Regions from separate parts of the Larimichthys crocea genome. Here region 2 is linked to region 1. Evidence: chromatin contacts called from public Hi-C data. All regions are on one chromosome and are shown on one strand. Each heading gives the region's core, a stretch centred on a gene start, on an enhancer-like site or on the middle of the called end of the contact. The rest is flanking DNA. Distances are from core to core; before and after follow the strand shown. Region 1 holds the start of lyplal1 (lysophospholipase like 1). Region 2 holds the start of tgfb2 (transforming growth factor, beta 2).

What was found. Hi-C and Micro-C count contacts between places; a contact is called where the count stands out from the background.
Region 2: a contact with region 1 is called in a Hi-C map of muscle, with 5 times the contacts expected there. The contact joins the promoter of tgfb2 here to the promoter of lyplal1 in region 1. A contact is called at or near these places in 2 of 7 Hi-C or Micro-C datasets (both in muscle).

What each region holds. Positions count from the first base shown.
Region 1 is chrXIII:13,863,904-13,868,683 of L_crocea_2.0, reverse strand. lyplal1 (lysophospholipase like 1) reads left to right here and starts at 2,336. Exons shown (of 5, transcript XM_027286047.1): 1 at 2,336-2,623; 2 at 4,094-4,193. The coding sequence starts at 4,135.
Region 2 is chrXIII:13,998,991-14,003,770 of L_crocea_2.0, reverse strand. tgfb2 (transforming growth factor, beta 2) reads left to right here and starts at 2,087. Exons shown (of 7, transcript XM_010752699.3): 1 at 2,087-3,406. The coding sequence starts at 3,061.

The sequences.
Region 1 (4,780 bases), core at 1,087-3,586:
ACTGTCTGTGGCTCCACTGTTTACCACTTACAACAACCAGGCCTTAAGATATGAGCGCCTGCCAGAACAACTGCAGTACTTCCCAACGACTCCCCCAAAATCTTAAAGGAACATTTCAGCGTTAATTATGAAGACTGCCTTGGTGGTCTATGCAGTCCTCAAAAACTACAACCACTTTACTTTCTCACTGAGAGAGAAATGTACTTTCTCAGCCTCAGAAAGCAACACTGCTTCTACTCACAGGATTTATTGCACATGAGGCAAGACCACCTTATTTATGTAACACATTTCAAACAGAGGCAGTTCTTCAGGGGCAGAGCTTTACAAAGGCGAAGAATAGCATTGGGAGGCATTTAAAATCAATTAAGATCAAATAAAATGAAATTTTTAAAAACTAGATAGTAAAAGATAAAGAAAGAAATGACACAAATGCAATGAAATGCAACAAAGAAAATAAAAGTGATCAATCAAAAGCAAAGCAGAACAGCAGAACCCGTCCTCCACTTCACGATGCTCATGGTCACCACCACAAACACATTCATTCATCTGCCTACTTCTGATCTCAGCCATCACATGCAAGGAGTCACCATAGCACACAACCCCAGCTACTCCCTGAACTTCACTCTTCTCCCATCCGGCCGCAGGTACAGATCTCAGAACATGCCATCACTGCCCTCAGCAAACTGCAGCAATTACACTATTGGACTCATGTTCTTGTTGTCTGTTCTGTGTTTCATGTGGCTTCATGTGCTGTATGTATCTATTCTATTGATTCTATGGAGGAAATCAGAAAAGCACAGTATTAATCAAAAGTTTGAATAAACCTTCTTAATCTGTGTTTTTTCTTTATTTTTAATGCTGAAATGCATCAAAATTAACAAGATCTTGTCAGACCTGGTCTGGTTGCTGGTCAGTTTTTAGCAACTGCTAGGAGTTAGCTGCTTAATGATCGCTGCAGCAAGGGCTGGCTCAATTCGTGGCAGCGGCAGTTAGTAGTGGCACTTCCGGAGGCTGCCACTGGCCTTCACGACAGTTGCTGGAGTCTGGGACAGTTACTGCCACGGCAACTGCTGCTGTTATGGGCATCTATTTTTTTTATTTTATTTTATAAAACAGTCGTCAGTGTTGTATTAGACTCGCTGGCAGTAGCATGATTTCATTGCAGGTAGCTTGTTTTAGTAACCAGACTTCATTTAGCCCACCTCAGCTCTACCCACAGTCCACATCATTGACCATTTCTAGATCAGCCAGGAGGGAGCAGAGGCAGGACTGCCACAATGGCAGTGGCCAGAGCCACCACACTGAGCTTCACAACAGCTCTTCAGAAACCTGTGGCTGACAACATGGAGACTATGTTCGTATTTTATACAGTCTGTGGTCAGGAATAGAAACATTCATGAAATTAAAGTTTATAGGGGCTAATCCACTGCAGCAATAATCCAGTCATGTTTCAGTTCAAATCCAGATTAGAGATCATGAATTCAAAATGATGCTGCTTGGATTCCACCTGTACAACATCAGGAGGACTACACTAAAACCCTTACAATGTAACTGCTTTTAGGCAAAACCATCTGTATAAAGGTATTTATTTGATATGATATCATTTATACAAAAAACAGAAATCATAGATACAACAAATATGCTATGCATACATCATTTGCTGATCACCACAAGAATACCGACTAAGAGACTTAGAGTCCGAGGAGCTACATCTGGTTCAGGCCTTATAAAGCAACTCTCTTCCCTCCAATCTCAGCATCATTAGTGGAGGTTCAGGGCGGGGACACTGTTTGTGTGGTCTCTGAGTGCAAGGCTGAAGAAAATGACCAGAATCCAAGTTAAAGAGGCCGAGGTTTATACAAGATAAGACCCTCAAATGTGTTCAAACTGATTTGTAGATCCAGACATTCCATGAGATAACCACATAGTGTATGACACAGTACTGGAAAACATGCTCTATTTAACCACATAAGAGCAGCAGTGAGGTACATGTCGCCCAAGTGCCCAAAATAATATTTTGTTTAGATGTTATGACCCCAAGTGTCCATCAGTCATCATTCATCTACTTGGATGTTACATTATGTAAGATTCAGGATGACAGAACATTTACAGCGCATGTGCACACCTTCATATATTGTGTTCAATCATCTGTTTATTTGATATAAAGCAACACAATATACTTGGTGCATGTTTTGAAATACATTTTTGTAACAACTACTGTGAAAAGGAGAGTGGTGTTGTATCACACACACACACACACACACACACACACACACACACACACACCTGTATACAACCTGCACAGTGTATGTAGCTGAAATGTGTGAATGACACACGGTGTGTCTTCATAACTTCAGGATTCCAGCCCAGGCTTTGTGATGCGTCTCGCGAGAGTCACTTCTGCTGGCCGAAACCTCTCGCGAGATTTCCGTCTAGCTGTCATGGCTGCCGTCAGGAAGCTTCAGACTTGTGCCTCGTCTCCAGCTGGCAAACACACCGCCTCGATCATCTTCCTGCACGGCTCAGGTCAGGGCCGGTCCTAGCTATGGGCAATGTGGGCGGCCGCCCAGGGCGCATTCTCCGTGGGGGGCGCACGAACGCCCGAAAAAGCAAAAAAACCTCGGTAATTTTCGAATCCGCTCATTAAGTTAGCGGAGCGGGCGCCCCGGGAGCGGGGTGTTGACAAGGCAGAGGGGGGCGTCGGACGCCGCATCCAGGGGCGCACGGGCGGCCGTCAGGGCGCACGAGAAAATGTTCGCCTCGGGGGGGGGGGGGGTTCGCCCAGGGCGCAAATGTGGCCAGGACCGGCGCTGGCTCAGGTGCTCTGTCCTCTCCGTGTGTTCGTTTCCCCGCCATGTGTTATTGTGTGTGGGATAGCTGCGCTGAACACAGACTGAGCGTGGACATCCTCACTGCTTGGTGACTAGGAGCACTTCTTCCTTTGAGGTGTTCCTGTTAGGTCAGTGTGCACAGCGCTGACACACAGCACACACAGATACAAAGCGAGTGGACATGGCAAAATGGCAGAATAAAAACATAATTAGAAATGTAGACCGTGAAGATGACAACAGGCACATGGGAGAGCTGAGTGAAACAGGCTGATTCTTCCCCACACTCCTGAGGCTACTGTTTGATAAATGAATAAAAAGTTAAATTGTTTCTTCAGACTTGAATCATCCAATCCACCAAACAAGAGTCAACAGTAAAGAAAAGCTGTTTGTCCAGAAGATTTGGCCAACTGTCCATGTGTGCAACCCACAAATGCATGTTCCTTACAAAGTGGCACCATTTAAAAAGGAAATCATCAGGCTTTCCAATGGTATAAGAAATGTATTGTTACAACAAAGAAATAATCTAGCAAACACTTTCTGTGCATAGTTTAGTTTGGAGTTTCTGTATTCAAATGAACTGTCATCTAAGCTAAATGTGCAGAGCAGCTTCTCCATGTTCAGACAAACACTCTATTAGACCAGCAGATATTTAGCTCTTGTTACAGCGAAAACACCTGGCTTCAGCTCTCTCCTTTTCATGAGTTAACCAGGTACAAACCAGCTTTTTCAGTGGTGAAGGCAGTGAAGACTACACGTGCAGTGCAGGTCAGTTGTATAATAGAATAACATTATACCAGTGCTGCAGCATCTCGTGCATAGCAACTGAAGATCTTCTGACCAGAGTGTACAATATGCAGTGAGGAGCATGAAATCTATTTCAAAGCAGTAAGATGACGTGGGCAACTAAGGCCAAAGTAGTGGAAAAAGCAAATCTGTTAATGGTATCACTGCTCGCATTTTATATATTTTATTATTTATTTATATATGGTAGCCTCTTAAAATAGACTAGATACACTGTATACTGAGCGGCGAAAACTATGGTATGTAGAGGAAACAGGAAACAAAGTGGTAGTAGTCCACAGCATGAGCAGGCTGTTAGACAGCTGAGAACAGACCTTGTTCATAACAGACATTAATGCACTGTATAAAAATACCTAAAGCTGACACATTGTCCTCATCCGGGATTCATCTAACATAATCACCATGCATAATGAATTCCTGCTGTCTGTGGTCTAACTCTGATTATTTGATTTAATGTATAGGTGACACTGGGCAGGGACTGAGATCCTGGGTTCAAGATGTTATGGTGTCAGATCTGTCCTTCGACCACATCAGAGTTATTTACCCCTCAGCTCCAGCGAGGTAGGTCACATTTGACTAAATCAGATATCATGTATTGATAATGTGTTTTTGTGTGTTTTGTTCCCTGAACCAAATGCATTCATAATGATAATGTGGCAATATGTTTTTTAACAATCACCAACAGGTTGAGATACTTGTTCATTTACTCAGCTAGACTATTTACGTAAATAATGAATTCCGAGAACCAGGAACACTTTTAGTGTCAAATGTTCACTGTAAACGAATCACCCATTTGTGTAGATCAAGCATGTCCAAAGTCTGGCCCGGGGGCCAATCACGGCCCACAGTCAGGTTTGGAGATGTTTTTAGAATATATTGTTTATGGCCTGCTAGGATTGTCAGATACTGTATGGCTGGCAGATTTGGCTTTTTTGGTTGACATAACGAAGCATTTGAATGTGCTAAACATTAACCTCTAAGGACATAACTGCTGGTGTTATGGTCCTCTACATTGAACATGAGGTTAAGATTTGTATCAGCTTCATGCAAGTTTAACTCATTCCATACAATTTGTTCTGTGTTATCTGACTTTAGATGTAAAGAAAGGCAGAATTGGTTTTAAGATTTGTTCACACCTGGTTGGCTTA
Region 2 (4,780 bases), core at 838-3,337, 140 kb before region 1:
TTGCAAATAGCAGATAAATTTAAATTCATCTGCTGTTTGCAACAATCAGGAATAGAATTGCATTCTATTCTATTCAAATTGCAGATGAATTTAAAAGTTGTACAAGGCTCATTGGTATAAAATGATGCCTGTGGTTTCTTCGGTCTCTTGTCCGGGTTAGTCCAGTCTTGATCCAATATTCTCATGACTGACAGAAATGATGGCAAAAGCTGTGAACATAAAGTGAAATGATCCTTACACCCCAGAATATCTTCTTTGCTGACCTCCAGTGGTCACATGTCACCTCGCTGCAGTCATGTACGGCGCACAGTTGTGTTTGTGTGAAATGCCTGATGACACACAGTCACCGAAAAACATCCTGCAAGTGCTGATTTTAGTTTTAAACAGTCCTTCAATAACTGATGTTGAATGTTTCTGTCCCAGCACTCAACATTTTACAAGTGTATTTATATAATTATGACTTATGGAAGGTTTACACACATCAACACTTCAGCAAAATGAATCTGCTGATGAAGAAGACTGTGTTCTACTTTTGAAAGTGAGTGAGGTGAAAACACGGTCGTCTGTGTGCTGAAATCATGTTCTAGATTAAGAATCATCTGGATTGGACGGGATCAGATCGTCTCCTGCATGTTCCTCCTGTCTGTTTGTGGAACAGGTGTCTGAAGGAACAGCCTCAGACACACACCTAGTCTTGTCTCACATCTGTTTTTTCTGATTTAGTGACAGCATCTGGTTTGCAGCAGCCTCTGAATCCAGAGAATGAGGGAGCAGCTGTCAGACCTGATGGATGGCCGGCTTTGGTCGAGCGGAGCGTGGAGGGCCGGCACCAGGCTTTGGCACATGATGCATGATGCATGATGCACGATGCACAATGAAGTGGTATTTTTTCTGAGGGGTGTGAATGTAGATAAAGCTGCCACACAGCCGGCTCAGAGCGTGTGGGAGTGCACGAAGGCTGGAGAAGCACATGGTGGAGCCGGTCCTATCCTATTACATCTGACACCACCCAGTCAGCTGACAGATGAATGGAGAGGACACCCCGGTCCACAGACTGCTGATTGACTGTTATGGCCTTTTCAGGCTCTTCTGACCTCAAATCCTTTGAAGGACTGTTTAGAAGAACTCTGAACCACATTATTCATGATGGTGTCAGAGATGATCAGAGAGAGGCTACATGTTGAGTTTACAATGTGGAGAAGGACTAAAAAGTTCACGGCACGAAACAGAAAAACAATGTTTAAAATGTACAGTTTCAGGGCATTGGGGAAGTGTTTCGCTCAGCTGGTAGAGCAGCCGCCCCATGTATAAAGTCATCGCTCAGTCCTTGCTGTGGTGGCCCAGGGTTCAAATCCGACCTGTGGCTCTTTCCCGCACGTCATTCCCCATCTCTCTTTCCACACATGCCTGTCTCTATCAAAATACAGCTTGAAAAGGCCAAAATAAAATAATCTTTAGAAAGGTTTCTGGTCATTGATAATCGATAATATGTCTACAATGTAAACCCAACATCAGCTGACAGGACTGTGATTTGTTACCTTTCCTGAGGACGGTCCCAGTGATCACCTACATGACTGTCAGGCTCATCAAATGACCACATAGCACATCTGGGGCCAGAACAGAAAAAAATGATAGTTTCATTAGTGAGCTGTGTTCAACTTGTTAACACTGTGAGCTGAGCAGAACGAAAAGGTTCTTAATAAACTGTTGTTATGGCCAGTGAAGTCATTACCACTCCCTGTTCAAACAGTTCTTATTAGCCTGTAACAGAAGATGATAACGTACACAGAGGAGACATGAAATCAACTAAAGAACAAAACTCTATATAATATAAGATAACAACATTGTACAGTGTTCATGTGTTCCCTGCATCATGCATGAGCTCACTAGTACGTAATCATTACAGTCCCGTGAGTGGTAAACACTAAAACGTGTGAAGTGTGACATGGAGAAAGGGCACCACGGAGATGTTTCTGTGGCAGCTTTTCAAAAGTTCCAGGCGCCTGGCTCTGACCGGCTTTAGGACCCTGCGTCACGACGTACCGGGGCCAATGGGCCATTAGCCGTTGCAGCGCTGTCCCAATGGGCACAGCGAGCACTCCTAGTTACAATAAATCGTCTCGTAACGTGCAATTGAAGGGGTCCCCTTCTCCGACAGCGATGACCACAACCTTGGTTTGAAGTGAGCGGAGGGGGGAGCACGTGGTAACTTCAGTCCAGTATAAATCTCCTACAAGCGGCCACTGCTGTCCGCTTGGCACGCGTAAAGGACGAGCTATTCCCCTACTAGATGGGGTGAGGGAAGACGCGTGAAAGCGCTCCACAGTACCGAAGGCTTTTTTTTATTACTGAGCTGCTTCTAAAGGCAGAGCCTGTCACCGCTTTAACCACTCTGTGCGGATTCGCGATTTCGCCTCGACGTGTCAGCCAGACTCCGCACCTTGCGTCCCCGCTGATCGGCAGGACCGCGTCCGAGTTTTGGTGTGTGTAAAACAACTTTTTGTCCGTAGAGTAAAGCGATGACTTGCACATCGAGCCGCTGAAGTTTGAAAGATAGAGACGTCGGGCCCGGGCTCGTGGAGGCTAAGGTGCGGTTAGGAAAGCTCCGATCCGAGCGCTCTGATGCGGTGGAGGTGTGCTCAGTCCCGCAGGCTACACGGCTGTGCGTCCCGCTGACTCTGCGCCCTCAGCTGTTTTTCACTCTTGTTTTCGTCCATGAATTTCAGACCCGTTTGATGTCGCGTCCACCTCTGGCAACATTCAGCGGCACCTTTACGCACTCTATCTGTCAGCCGGGAATAGATCCGTGGGAGCCCTTCCGACCAAGTAACGGGTACCTTTTTGTTTCGGGACTGTTGAATGGATTTTCAGGTACACTTTGCTAAAAAAAACTGGGTAATTAAAAGATTTTAAATAACTCTTTTGGCGTCTTGACCCGTGTGCGTAAATGCTCTCCACTTTGATTTTTGTTTGAGAAATGCGTCTTCCTGGCGAGATTTAAAGAGTGAATATTTCCTGAATCTGTTTTTTATTTGAGATTTGAATACTGTGGAGGACAAGATGAACCTGTGTATTGTCAGTCTCCTCCTAACTTTGGATTTAGCCACCGTGGCGCTCAGTTTGTCCACATGCAGCACGCTGGACATGGATCAGTTCAAGAAGAAACGCATCGAGGCGATCCGGGGGCAGATCCTGAGCAAACTGAAGCTCACCACCCCCCCGGAGGATTTTCCTGAGCCCGAGGAGGTGTCCCGGGACATTGTCGCTATTTACAACAGCACCCGGGACCTGCTGCAGGAGAAGGCGAACGAACGGGCGGCGACGTGTGAGCGGCAGCGGAGCGAGGAGGAGTATTACGCCAAGGAGGTGCACAAGATCGACATGCAGCCCTTCTATCCGTCAGAGAGTAAGTATGCGCGTGCGCGTGTGTGTGTTCATATGTGCAGTATGCATATGTGTGTTCCTCTGTGGCCTCCACTGATGGCTGGAGTGTTTAAAAGTCCCAAATAGCGTTTGGTCACGTGTGTTTGTGATTGTCTTGGAAATTCTATCATGCTGCTGGATGAATGCAGGGGAACAGCCAGATAGAGTGAGGGAGTCTGAGCTGAGCTGCAGTTCTCAGACATCAACAACTACAGAGTCCAGCAGAGTCTGCGGAGCCAGCTCAACGCCTCCTCCTGCATGGACTCCACACATCAGTCACATCAGGACTTGATCTGTTTTCAGTGTTGAACGAGTCATTTTTACCCTTTGGTGGTGTCTCTCCATACAGAGTGTTCATCTCATTGGAACTACGTCACAGTCAAATTCTCATTTTTGTACAAACTCTCAGAGCAGAGACTTTTTTGTAATTTGGTGAATTTAAGGCTCCTGCTGACCTCCACGTCCTTATCCCCCTGAAAACCGCCACTGCTCTGACAGTGTGTGGTGTTCTTAACGTGGTCCACTCAGCTGTAGTAGTGTCACAGTCAGAGCGATCATTCAGATTGTTTTCTTGTGAAAGCAGCTGCAGACCACAGCTGGGAAAGCAGGAGGGAGTGAACCAAACACAGTGTGATGTTATTGTCTTCACATTTCCAAATGTAGTTTTGCTGCTGACGTCAGATGGGTGGCATGATGACAGTGATGACTAGCAAAGACAAGTTGTTATTGTAAGACTATTGTGAGCAGTTAGACACAGAAAACACTGATCCCAGATCTGCTCTTTAACTCCATTTAAGAATGGATATATTGTTCTCATCATCATAATCATAGAAGCTCACCTCTAGTACCAAATGGAGGCATCATCATCATCATCATCATCACCACAGAGACTTCTGTCAGTGTCACTTCAGACTTTCTCCGTGATATTAAACCACCCCAGTGAATTTCTTCCTGAGCCTGTTTGGACACATTCATGAGCCTCCTGTCCTTGTTAACCCTTTAGATCCCAGGAGAATTCTAGAATGTTGCTGCCACTCAAATGAGCGTTTTTTCCTCCTCAGTCAACAAACAGCTCAACCTCAAAGACAGAAAGAAAGTGACGATCACAAGTTGTCTTCCTTTTAAACTTCCTTTTTAATTCGAGACCACAATGTGGCTTTTGTCACTCTTTAAACTGGCATGCTTCTTTCTTCATGAGAACAAACAACAGTTCAGCTACATGAGAAAAAATAATAAAATCTGGGGACGCTTTGTCAGCGGAGACATTTATTTTGTTGATGACAACTTCAACTATCTACAAAACAAAGATCAGGACTTTTTCTTCTGTTTGGATTCACTGAGAATGATTTTAAAATGA